4 separate regions of the Mus musculus genome follow, and all the other regions are linked to region 2. A link is a contact called in public HiChIP or PLAC-seq and promoter capture Hi-C data. All regions are on one chromosome and are shown on one strand. The core of a region is the stretch at or near the end of the contact, and the rest is flanking DNA. Distances in the headings are between cores, read along the strand shown. Region 1 holds the start of Gnpat (glyceronephosphate O-acyltransferase). Region 2 holds the start of Tomm20 (translocase of outer mitochondrial membrane 20). Region 3 holds the start of Exoc8 (exocyst complex component 8). Region 4 holds the start of Cog2 (component of oligomeric golgi complex 2).

Region 1 (2,795 bases), core at 26-2,525, 2.1 Mb before region 2:
TCTTCTTGTTTTCCTTCGGTTTTGGATTTAAAGGGAATCCAGCTAAACTTTAATTGCTTTAATTTGAATACCTTTACTTTCTACTCTATTTCTCATCTTCAGTTTGTTTCTTCTGCTCAGACTCTCAACAGTGATCTGAAATTTCAATCAGGCGTCTAAGCCTCAGTACTGACCTACAGTATGGGCCCAGGAGCTTTCTGAATACTAGCTGTGTACTTGTGGCCAATGTAACTCTGCCAGTATAGATATAAAAATGAATAGGTAAAGTCCAGGTAGCTGGGAAGTAACTACCGTAATGAATTCCTGCATGTGTGAATATCAACTGTATCTAGGATTTTAAAAATTAGTCTTAAAACTTGTGAAAGTCAGCCAGGTGGTGGTGGTGGCGGCGGCGCACGACTTTAATCCCAGCACTTGGGAGACAGAGGCAGGCGGATTTCTGAGTTCGAGGCCAGCCTGGTCTACAGAGTGAGTTCCAGGACAGCCAGGGCTACACAGAGAAACCCTGTCTTGAAAAACCAAAAAGAAAAAAAAAAAAAAAACCCAAACAAACAAACTTGTGAAAGTCGGAGGCCAAGTGTTGTCGGTGGACACAAAGAACCTAACACAGCGCAGAATGTGACATCAGGCCCTAGACCTTGAGACTCGAGCTCTTAAGGAGGACCTTTATGAAGATGTGTGTACATATATGGGTTGCTCTGACAGTTAATGAGGGAAACACACAAAAATGCATGTACATGTACACCTGGTACGTTCTTCCAAGTTCTCAGCTTGCTTTTGCTTTTTAATCGTGTAAGTGAGCTTGGAATTTTGAGCAACCGCTCCAAAATAAAAACAATACAGCGTTTGTTACGTGTCTGGTTCTAAAAGTCAGGCAATCAACGTGAGCTCTTCTGCCTGCCAGTGCCTGTCCTTCTGCGAGTGGCCTGCCTTTAGTAACCATCTCTGATTTTATTTTCCTGCACAGTGAGAAGGAGAGCAAAAGGTCGGCCAACAAGTGGGGGAGAAGGTCCCGGAGAGGGTAGCGCTTGCGGACATGGCTCCAGGAGACCACGTGGGCCGTGGTCCCGCCGCCTCGGGATGCGTTTCACTGTCTTTGGCCGCCTCCTCCCAGGAGCTACGCTCACCCAGGTCGTAGAGGGTCCGCAGAACGGCGTCCAGGAGTGCCTCCGAACCAGGAGGCTCAACGGAGTCCGAATCGTGCTCCGCCGCCATGGGAATCAGCACGGAGACCCCCCCAGATCCCGCCCAGTGCCCACCACTTCCGCTTCCGGCGCGGCTTCTGCGCGTGCGTCACGGTCCCTGCGCGGCCTCGGGCCTGGTTAAGATGGCGGTGCCCGGGGTCCCGTGCAGTGGCCGTACGGAGTGCCACTGTCCTGGGCAGACGGGAGCCGCCCCGTGCGAAAGAACCGCCCCCAGCGGCTGCACTACAGCCGTGTAGCAGACCAGCCCAGGCCCCGCCAGGGACGGCAGCCGCGCCATGGACGTTCCTAGCTCCTCCAGCTCCCGATTCTCGGTCGGCTCGGCCAGCCCTAGCAGTGTGCTCCTCTATGCGGTAGGCGCCTGGGAGGACCAAGGCCCAGGGCAACGTCGCGGGAAGGACAGTCCCTCCCCGATCCCTATGTCCCCAGCCCACGACCCTTGCTTGTCTTAAAGAGCGGGTCCTAACCCAGTTGGGTACGTGGCTTGGTATCCACGGCAACCATGTGTCTGCGCCTCGGTTAACGCGTCTGCTTTTACAAGTTTGTATCGATGGCGGTCCCTCTGTCCCTTCTCCCCGTCAGGCCGGGAGCCCCCGCACACAACATGAGGGGAGCATTAGAGTTCTGCCTGTTGAGTAGTAATCTTAGTCCTGACCTAGCCCGAGAAGACTTTTGGGTCTCCACCTCCCGCCTTCTCCCCAGCCCTCTACCTTAAGTATTCCTGAGAGAGAAAAATATTCGGCTACAATATGCGCGTAGAGTTTTTTTTTTTAACTCTTACTTGGAACCTCAGGAAATTACTGTCTTCTATTCGTTATGTTTGCACAAGTTTCTGAGTAGGATACCCATTGCCACTGTTTTCTGTCCAACTTACCTTCTACACTACCCCCTTCCGCCCCCCACTTCCTTCCTCTTCTAGTTTTAACTGGTGGTTTGCCCCGTTTGGTTTCCAACAGAGTGTTGGTCACTTACAATATTCACGAGCAATTATCAAGGTGGAGACTTCGTGTGCTTTCACTCCGTGGGTTTGCACAATTACGGGTGGGGTGGGGTGAGAATTTGCTTATTTTTATGTGTATGAGTGTACCTGCATGTGTGTATGTGCACCACGAGGTGTCTGGTGCATCAGAGGCCAGCTCTGGGAATTGAGTTACAGATTGTGAGCTGCCCCAATGTGGTTGCTGAAGGAATGACCCTTAACCCTTGTGCCATCTCTCCATCCTCGGGGGAGAGTTAAAAAAAATCTTAATTAATTATTTTTGAAACAAGATTTTCTTGGTTTGTTCTCTGGCTTTGGCACTAGCTGTGAAGCCCCAGGCTTTCTGGATCTTGCATTCCTCATGCCCTCACCTCCAGAGAGCTAGGATTATAGTCTACACCACCACTCTTGACAAAAGTGCCTTTCAAAGGGTATTTCCATGCTATGCCAGTAGTTAACACCATTTTCTTTTCTTTCCTTTCCTTTCCTTTCCTTTCCTTTCCTTTTCTTTCTTTCTTTTTTTTTTTTTTCTTTTTGGTTTTTTGAGACAGGGTTTCTCTGTGTAGCCCTGGCTGTCCTGGAACTCACTCTGTAGACCAGGCTGGCCTCGAACT
Region 2 (2,700 bases), core at 80-2,579:
GTACGTCTAATTCATTAGTCTCCGACCATATATAACTACGAAAAATTAAAAAACTCATTTAGAAATTCGAGAGAATGGAGTAACTGACTGACTGCAGCCCCCAAGAAAGCGAAACAAAAAAGGCCAGATTATTCCAACAAATGTGCTTTCAGACTATATATTGAAAAATAAAGAGTCTCTGTAAATTCATGGGTGGATCACATGTCCATGACTTCCCAAGGCGTGCCAAGATTTCCCTCCGGTAAAACTCTTTGAAGATGTCGCAGGTATGAAATAAGACTGAGCCACGTGAGGAGCGCAGCCCTTTGGACTCCCCCGCACTTTGTCTAGCATTCACTCATATCTTGGAAGCACCAGAGCAAAGCTGCCAAGAGGGTTTAAGAATGCAAGGACGACACCCCACTGTGCTAGTGCTGGGGCAGCACCGTCGACGGGTTTGCTGAATAGAGCACCACCGCCTTCGGGGTAGGCACCCGTCTGAAAAGCTAGCAATGAGAGGCACCAAGAGTTCGAAGCCGACCTACCAACTGCAGCAGTCCCCTGTCGTAAACACACATAAAGAATGATTGTTTTCAACGGTGACTGTTATAGAGAAAGGCTCGTGCCTGTTATCACAGCACTAGGTTGAAGCGGGGGGCTGGGGAGGTGGTGGTGGTGCTGGCTGCCACGAGGTCGAGGCTAGCGCGGGTTACAGCCTGAGCTACACAGGAGGACCCTGTCTTCAACACAAGTTGAGTGGGGGGGAATGGAGCTGGGCGTGGTGAGACCTTGAAACTGGAGGATAACCACCTTAACCTGAGCTAAAGACCTGTCTCCCACCCCCCATCCCCCAGAATTACAGAGCTGGGGAAAGGCAAAAAAGTGCTACCCCTCCCCCGAATCAGCATGCATTCCACCGCCAGCAAGATGGAGCCAGGTCGCCTCCAAGATGGAGGCCCGCGGGCACAGGCGGGACCCTGGCCGCAAGAGCGCGACGCCGGGGAGCACTCGGGGGCGCGCGGGGCCCACTCACGTTCTCGAAGCCTGTTCTTGAAGTTGGGGTCACTCCGCCTTTTGCGGTCGAAGTAGATGCAGTACCCGATGAAGAGGGCACCGCACACGCCCGCGGCGATGGCGCTGTTCCGGCCCACCATCTTCGCTCGACTGGGGCGTACGCCGGGCCGCGGCAGCCCGCCTGGCAGCGGTTAGCTCCGACCGATCGGAGCACGCCGGCCGCTCGCAGCCGCCTGCCTCCAGTCCAGACGGAAAAGGCCGAGCGCGAGGACTTCCGGCGCGCGAGGACCCCGGGGGAAGGTCCGCGGCGGGCTGTCCGCGGCGGTGCCTGCGCGGGAACGCCTGGTGCGCACGCGCAGATGGACCCAGTCTGCGCGGCTGAGACGCCAAGCTGGGGGCGGGGCGTGCACTGCAGAAGGATTTGTGCGTCATCCCGTGACCAGGGGGTCAGGGGCAGCACGTGTTTGTGGCGTGCTGAGTCAGAAGCCTCTAATCCACTGTCCTTGCTAATGAAAGACGAAGGTGGGAGCCGGCTGAGAACAGCATCTCATCTCACTGTGTCCTTCAGGAAGCCTGTGACTTGAAGTGCATGCGTTTGCTTTTTAGGTTTTTGAGACGGGCTCTCCCCTTGTAGCATAGTAGGGTCTGGAACTTGCTGTGTAGTCTGCCCTGGCCTCGAACCTGCAATCCTTTTGCCTCATCCTCTGAGCTGTGGTTTTAAAGGAAGACCTGAGCCGCCTGATCTGGCAGTATTTGCTTTGTAAATTGCGTTGTGACTGAGATTAGACACAATGATTGACTGCAAAATAATTTTATGATGTAGCCCTGGTGCGGAGAAGAAAAATGGGTTAATTCGTTCAAAAAAATTTAACCTGTAAGGAATGCAGAAGGGCAAAAAAAAAAAAAAAAAAAGTCTATGGGTGGCCCTGATTTGTGCCGTCATTAAACTGCAGTCTTGTCGTTCTCTCCCTCCTCCACAACCCCCATCAAGATTCCCAACCAGCTCGTTACTAATGCTCGAACCCACCCACCACACTTGTGGCTGGCTTTTGAAGGAAAGGCAGTCTGGTACAGCAACTGCTCCCTTCACTGAGGAAACATCGAAACCTGGGACAGTGACAAGCTATGCTGCAGTCTCTGAGAATTGGGTACAGTGATAAGAGGTAGCCGATGCAAGCCTTTCCTGCACCTCTCATTGTAAGAATGCTTTTTTTTTTCATTTATGCATATGAGTGCTCTACCTGCATGTACACCTTCGTACCAGAAAAGAGCATTAGATAGCATTACAGATGGTCGTGAGCCACCGTGTGGTCGCTGGGAATTGAACTCAGCACCTCTGGAAGAATAGCCAGTGCTCTTAACTGCTGAGCCATCTCTCTAGCCCCTTTAAGGATTTTTTGAAGCTATGTTAAGGGAGAAAAAAAGTTTACAAGAAAAAAATGTTTCATACTCATGACTAATCAGTACTTAGCCAGCACTTTTATAACAAAGCCAACTTCTATCCACTCTTGACCACTTATATACATAGTCTTGTGGCTATTAAGTATTTTATCAGATAGAACGTACCAAGAAATTACACTAAGCATCTTTAGAAAATTTCCTACAAAATACATTTTTTAATGATTTACACAATCATAGTAGCACACACATTCTAAAGGAGGAATTTCAACAGTTACACAGTACCGAATTCCAAAGTATCTAGGGCCA
Region 3 (2,700 bases), core at 177-2,676, 2.0 Mb before region 2:
GCTTGTGAATGTAGAGCAGCGTGGCGCCCTCAATCCTGAGCTGGCGGATGGCAGTGTGCACGGCTGCGGCCCTGTTCCTCAGAAACAGCTCGCAAGCCTTCGTGCACTGGCCCAGCCGGATCAGCTGAGACACGGCTCTCCGAGTAGCCTTGGGGCCGCCTCTCAGAGAGCGATCCGGGGAGAGCTCAAACACAAGCACCTCGGTGAGCTGTCGCACTCGTTCGTCCACTTTGGCCCTCAGCTCTTTCACAGGAGGTGGGCTGGGCTTATCTTCCAGGTAGTGATTTAATTTGTCCAGCAAGTCCACGGCACCCTCAAAGTCCCTCTGTGCAATACAAACATCCAAGTCTTCCGGCAGCTCTTGGATCCACTCCATGGAAAGGTCAACCTTTTCCTCCTCCGCCTCAGGGGTGGCCAGTTCTTCATCATCCTCGTCCTCAAACGGGTTGCTGCCCTTGGAAGTGACCGGTGGTGGCGCACGCGGGGCTGCTGCCTCCTCCTGCTCCCGCCTCCTCTTGTCGCTGAGGGCCCTCTTGGTTTCCTCCAGCACTTCCAGCCACTCGCGCTTGATCTTGGCATTTTCCGCCTGGAAGATTCGGCTCTCGGGGAACATGAGAAGCTTGAACATGTCTTTCATGGGCGGATTGTCTTTGACGTTGACCACCGCCAGGCGGTCCAGCGGGTAGAGTGCGTTGTAGCGGTACATGCCTCGCCGTTGTGGCAGCCAGGTGGCCACCAGCAGACAGTCGTTCATGAGGAAGCCGTGCACGCGCTGCAGCTGGGCCATGTGGTCCGCATCGTATTCCACCAGGTCCCCGTTGTACACCAGGTACTGACCTGGCGTCTCCAACAGGTCCCTGCAGCCCTCCACCTTCTCCAGCAGCGTGGTGAGCGTTCGCTGCTTGCCCTCCTCGCCCGTCCCGGAACCCTCTCGAGGGACGCCCGCCGGCCCGGGCAGGAAGCCCGCCTGGACCGCCCCGCGCTCCCGCGGCCCCGCGCCGGCCGTGTCCTCACCCGCAGAGGCGCCCGCGGCGGCGGCGGGCAGCAGTGCCAGCGGGATGCTCTCCAGGCTGCTCTTCTGCTCAGTCAGCAGGTGGCTCAGCTGGTACATTTCGCTCTCCAGGTAGGAGATCTCCCGCGCCGTCTCGATGAACTGCCGGTAGTTCTGGTAGACGTTGCGCTTCAGGTTCTGTGCCGTCTCCTCTGCCAGCGCCTGCACCCGCTGCCGGTGCTCCTGCAGGTCGCGGTCGCCGTCCGACTGCTGCGACAGTTGCTTCACGTACAGCCGCGCCTCGAAGCCCCCCGACTCCAGCTGCCTCCGCAGGCGGCTCGCCCCGCTGTCCGACATGGCTGCCACTCGTCTTGCTCCCGCGGCCCGCAGTGGCTGTTACTCGCCGCCTCCGGGCCCCACCCGAGCCCGGTGGAGAAGGCAGCGGAGGAAGCGGGGCGGGAGCAACACCCAAACGCCTGCGCCGGAGCCGAGCGCTGCATTGCGCCTGTGCCAGAGTCGAGCCGCTCGCACTGCGCCTGCGCCCGGGGCGGAGTGCGGACAATGCGCCTGCGCGGAAACGGCAGCGTCTTAAGGCGCGTGCGCGGACGAGCCAGCACGGAAGTCAGAGGAGGGTCCGGCACGGACCAGACTTGACGTGTGTCGCCGGACCTCAGCGGCTGTCAGGAGACAACCGGCTGCCTAAAGCCGTCCCCAGCCCGAGCCCAGCGTTCCTAAGCCTGTGCCCGCGGGGCAGCGCCGAGCCACCTTCGGTTAGGCGTTCGAGGCTAGCCCGCGCGCCCTGACAGCAGGGCCGGGAGGCCTCGCGAGATCCGTGCGCCGCACGAGCCCGACCGGCGTCTTGGGAGCGGCCGAGGTGGGAGTAGCGGGATGGACGAGGATCTGGTGGTCGCGTTGCGGCTGCAGGAGGAGTGGGACGTGCAGATGGCGCGGCGCGCGGCGGCGGCGCGGGAGCCCGTGTCGTTGGTGGACGCGTCCTGGGAGCTGGTGGACCCCACCCCAGACCTGCAGGCGCTCTTCCTGCAGTTTAACGATCGCTTCTTCTGGGGTCAGCTGGAGGCGGTGGAGGTGAAGTGGAGTGTGCGCATGACCCTGTGAGTGCGTCCGCGAACGGCTCGGAACGTCGGGAAGGGCCAGGCCGCTAAATTGTCGTTGGTGTCCCCGCCTCGCGGCGCAGGGAGAGGTCGCCGGGAAACGTGCCCACTCCCCAGTCCCGGGCCCAACGTCCCTCAGTGATGAACCAGCCGGATCCCTTATCAGAGTTTGAGAAATCCTATTCGAGATAGTAATCTGCCCCGCACATACACTGTCACATAGCAGCTTGAGGTAAAGCAGGCTAAGACGTAGTGTACTTCTAACCTCATACCAGCCCTGTGACTGTTTTGGGAGAAGTGCCCATGTATGCCTGTGCGGAGGGGAGAGGGTGACAGTGGGTGAGGGTTAGCAAGTGTTAACTCTCTGAAGCCAAGTGACCCACTCAGGAAAGCCATCCTCCCATCAGGGACGTTTTCTTGTGAAACAGTTCTTGCCCAAGAACTGTTAGGGATTTGCTGCCCACCCCCACCCCCTTTTTTGTGGGGAGAGGGGAGAGGGCCTCACTATGTATCTGTGGCTGTCCTGGAACATACTCTGTAGACCAGGCTGGCCTGGAACTCGGAGATCCTCCTGCATCTGCCTTCCACGTGCTGGGA
Region 4 (2,793 bases), core at 202-2,701, 2.4 Mb before region 2:
TCCCCAAAACATCACTGAAGTCAGGTCTGTCACAGCAATACCCCATTCCCGGTACCAATTTGTCTCAGTTAGGGTACCAGGCTAACTATGGCTGCAACAAAACACCATGTCTTAGTTAGGGTTTCTATGGCTTCAACAAAACACAATGATCAAAAAGCAAGTTGAGGAGGAAAAGGTTTATCTGGCTTACACTTTCAGATCACAGTTCATCATTGGAGGAAGTCAGGACAGCAACTCAAGCAGGGCAGGAACCTAGAACAGGAGCTGATACAGAAACCATGGAGGGTGCTGCTTGTTAGCTTGCTTCCCATGGCTTGCTCAGCCTGATTTCTTAATGAACCCAGGACCACCAGCTCAGGGATGGCCCCACCCACAGTGGGCTGGGTCCTCCCTCACAGAGCACTAATTGAGAAAATGCCTTACAGCTGGATCTCATGGAGGCATTTCCTCAGCTGAGACTCTCTTCTCTCTGATGACTCTAGCTTGTGTCAATTTGACACGCAAAGCCAGCCAGTACACCACTGAATCTTTGCAGCAATTCCAGGGTTAGCACACTAGGCTGAACACAGTCAGGTTCTTTGATAAAGGATGGAGGAAAATATCAGAAGGGAACAGCAAGTTCTAGCCCCAAGCTTCTAGGAATCAGGCAGGTTTCCCAGGAGTCTTTGTTTCTCTCTTGGCGAGCACCTCGGGTCCCTCCCTTGGTACCTCCAATTTGCCACTCTGAAATTATAGCGAGAGGCTGAATGCCACATCTCTCAGACTAATAATAACAGCAGAGAACTGTTCGCTTTGTTAGGTTCGAGGATAATACTTTGAGTTGGCAAGAAGGGCTTTGTTTGATCTTTTACAGGAGGAATCGCTAAATAAGGTGTTGGTGAAGTGTTCTAACAATATCTTCCCATGACAGCTATGATGGTGGTGGTAGCCTGGGTAAAGAGGACCTGGAGACAGGCTGGGGGTTACTAGAGCATGGTCAGCGTATGGCGAGTTCACGTTGCCTAAACTTGTGAGGGTGAAAGATTTGGTAATAAGAATAAAATATTAACAAGAAAGCAAGACTTCTTTGCTACACACAAACCAACATGTTAGGGACATCGGCTGCAGTCCAGCCTATCCAGCACATGCTCAGGCGATAGGGTCTCTGAATTTTACCCCAACATTCAGTTAGAGGGATGGTGTCCTGTTTGGTCTAAACTGAAATACAAAGGGATCACTTTCCTCTGACCATCTTTAAGGGCAGTGACGTTTTCTCTCCTCACCAGGAGAAAAGAACAAGGCTGTCCTGGTTCTTGACTTTTCTCCCAGGCCAGCTGCCTCGGTGCATGCGTGAGGCTGCAGTACCACGCTCGACTCCCGGAGGCAGTAGCGCCAGGCTGGGAGCTTCCGGCTCGAGGGCGCCGCTCTTATCACCAACAGTGCGCAGCCGCCCGCGACGCTCGTCTATTGGCTGTCGCTCGCTGCTGCCATACTGGCGGAAGCGGAAGTGGAGCTGGGACGCTGGGGGTGGGCTGGGCTGCCGCGTCCCCTGCGGTCTTGGCCTTGAGGGGCGGCGGCCGGCGTGATGGAGAAACGCAGGATGAACCTGCCTACGGGGCCGGACACGCTGTGCTTCGATAAGGACGAGTTCATGAAGGTGAGGGCACCCGGCAGATCGCCGCTGAGTTGGCCGGACGCTGAGGCCCGGTGGTTCCCAGAGGCTCCGGCGGGTGTCAGGGACGTGGGATGGAAGGTGGCAGGGGTGTCCAGGCTGAAAACGCTCTGACATTAAGAAGTGGGAACCTGACAGCCTCGCCACGCTGCAACCCAGCGGCCCTGCTTACAAATCTAAACCGAAAACACTTGGCTGATAACATTTCACCGAGCAGGCACAGCCTCCGAACGGCGCAGGCTTTGAGCCTGTTAGTTGTACCTCTCCGCTGTTGTCACTTAAAACAACCCCAAACATATTTACACCCGCTTTCTTTCTCGAGACAGGGAGGGTTTTGAGTTGTAGCCCGGACGGGTCTCGATCCTCCTGTCTTAAGGGCAGAAATGGCAACTGTGAGCTAAAAGTTTGTGCCATTTAATAGTTGCGATTTGAGGGACCATTTCAAAGCTGGTTCCGAGGTTAGGAATTTCTTTCTGTCTCTTTGGCACATAAAATACTAAGCAAACGAGTCCAAGTCTTACTGTATAGAGTGTGTGTGTATGTGTGTGTGTGTTGTGTTTGCATGTGTGCACCCTGCTCCCCTTTCACAATCGAATTTTTCCCTCTGACTTAATTGGCCTATCTCTGTTCTGGTATTTGCATTTAGTTGACATGGCCAAAGAAAGCGCTGAGGTTTTGGTGTTTGGATTTTAATTTATATGTGACTTCTGTACTGTGCCCACGTAGGTTTCCATGTGTGAAAGGCTTTTTTGTGTGTATGTGTCTGCCTTCCTGAGTTTATGTGCACAGTGTGTGCAGAAGCCCTCAGAGGCCAGAAGACTGTGGGGTTCCCTAGAACTGGAGTTACAGGTGCTTGTGAGCTGCCCTGTGGGTGCTGGGAGCCAAACCCTGGTCCTCTGTTAAAGTAGTAAGCACTCTTAACTGCTGAGCCATCTCCAATAAATGAGGTTCAAATGGGATGCTTGAAATAATGATTCAGAAAGCCCCTGTTACATCCTGTGACTTATGGATACCTTGGAAAGAGGGTTAAAAAAAAAGAGCCAAAGGTACATGACAGGGACAAGAGTCTGGAGGAAGAAAGCTTGCCCGGGGATCGTGGCCTGTTTTTACTTTAGGTGAGAAAACTTACTGTGTTCACTGTT

Evidence for each region. Promoter capture Hi-C pulls out the DNA fragments that hold promoters and counts their contacts. HiChIP or PLAC-seq counts read pairs in DNA pulled down with a chosen protein or histone mark.
Region 1: a promoter capture Hi-C map of pre-B cells shows a contact between it and region 2. The contact joins the promoter of Gnpat here to the promoter of Tomm20 in region 2. A contact is called at or near these places in 2 of 39 promoter capture datasets (liver and pre-B cells) and 2 of 9 other capture datasets (embryonic stem cells and liver).
Region 3: an H3K27ac HiChIP or PLAC-seq map of extraembryonic endoderm stem cells shows a contact between it and region 2, with 21 times the contacts expected there. The contact joins the promoter of Exoc8 here to the promoter of Tomm20 in region 2. A contact is called at or near these places in 1 of 39 promoter capture datasets (pre-B cells), 1 of 115 datasets of contacts at active chromatin or transcription factors (extraembryonic endoderm stem cells) and 1 of 9 other capture datasets (liver).
Region 4: a contact with region 2 is called in a promoter capture Hi-C map of pre-B cells, with 2.9 times the contacts expected there. The contact joins the promoter of Cog2 here to the promoter of Tomm20 in region 2. A contact is called at or near these places in 2 of 39 promoter capture datasets (liver and pre-B cells).

The regions. Positions count from the first base shown.
Region 1 is chr8:124,861,758-124,864,552 of GRCm38.p6, forward strand. It overlaps Gnpat (glyceronephosphate O-acyltransferase), which reads left to right and starts at 1,276. Exons shown (of 16, transcript NM_010322.3): 1 at 1,276-1,555. The coding sequence starts at 1,481. 2810004N23Rik (RIKEN cDNA 2810004N23 gene) reads right to left here and starts at 1,272. Exons shown (of 7, transcript NM_025615.2): 1 at 1,128-1,272. The coding sequence starts at 1,215.
Region 2 is chr8:126,944,592-126,947,291 of GRCm38.p6, forward strand. It overlaps Tomm20 (translocase of outer mitochondrial membrane 20), which reads right to left and starts at 1,330. Exons shown (of 5, transcript NM_024214.2): 1 at 1,013-1,330. The coding sequence starts at 1,133. It overlaps LOC115486982 (a long non-coding RNA gene), which reads right to left and starts at 1,006. Exons shown (of 2, transcript XR_003947623.1): 1 at 1-1,006. LOC115487043 (a small nucleolar RNA gene) reads right to left here and starts at 389; the gene lies at 256-389. It overlaps Rbm34 (RNA binding motif protein 34), which reads right to left. Exons shown (of 11, transcript NM_172762.3): 11 at 2,581-2,700.
Region 3 is chr8:124,896,279-124,898,978 of GRCm38.p6, forward strand. It overlaps Exoc8 (exocyst complex component 8), which reads right to left and starts at 1,427. Exons shown (of 1, transcript NM_198103.2): 1 at 1-1,427. The coding sequence starts at 1,348. Sprtn (SprT-like N-terminal domain) reads left to right here and starts at 1,616. Exons shown (of 5, transcript NM_001111141.2): 1 at 1,616-2,103. The coding sequence starts at 1,880.
Region 4 is chr8:124,519,316-124,522,108 of GRCm38.p6, forward strand. Cog2 (component of oligomeric golgi complex 2) reads left to right here and starts at 1,452. Exons shown (of 18, transcript NM_029746.3): 1 at 1,452-1,636. The coding sequence starts at 1,565.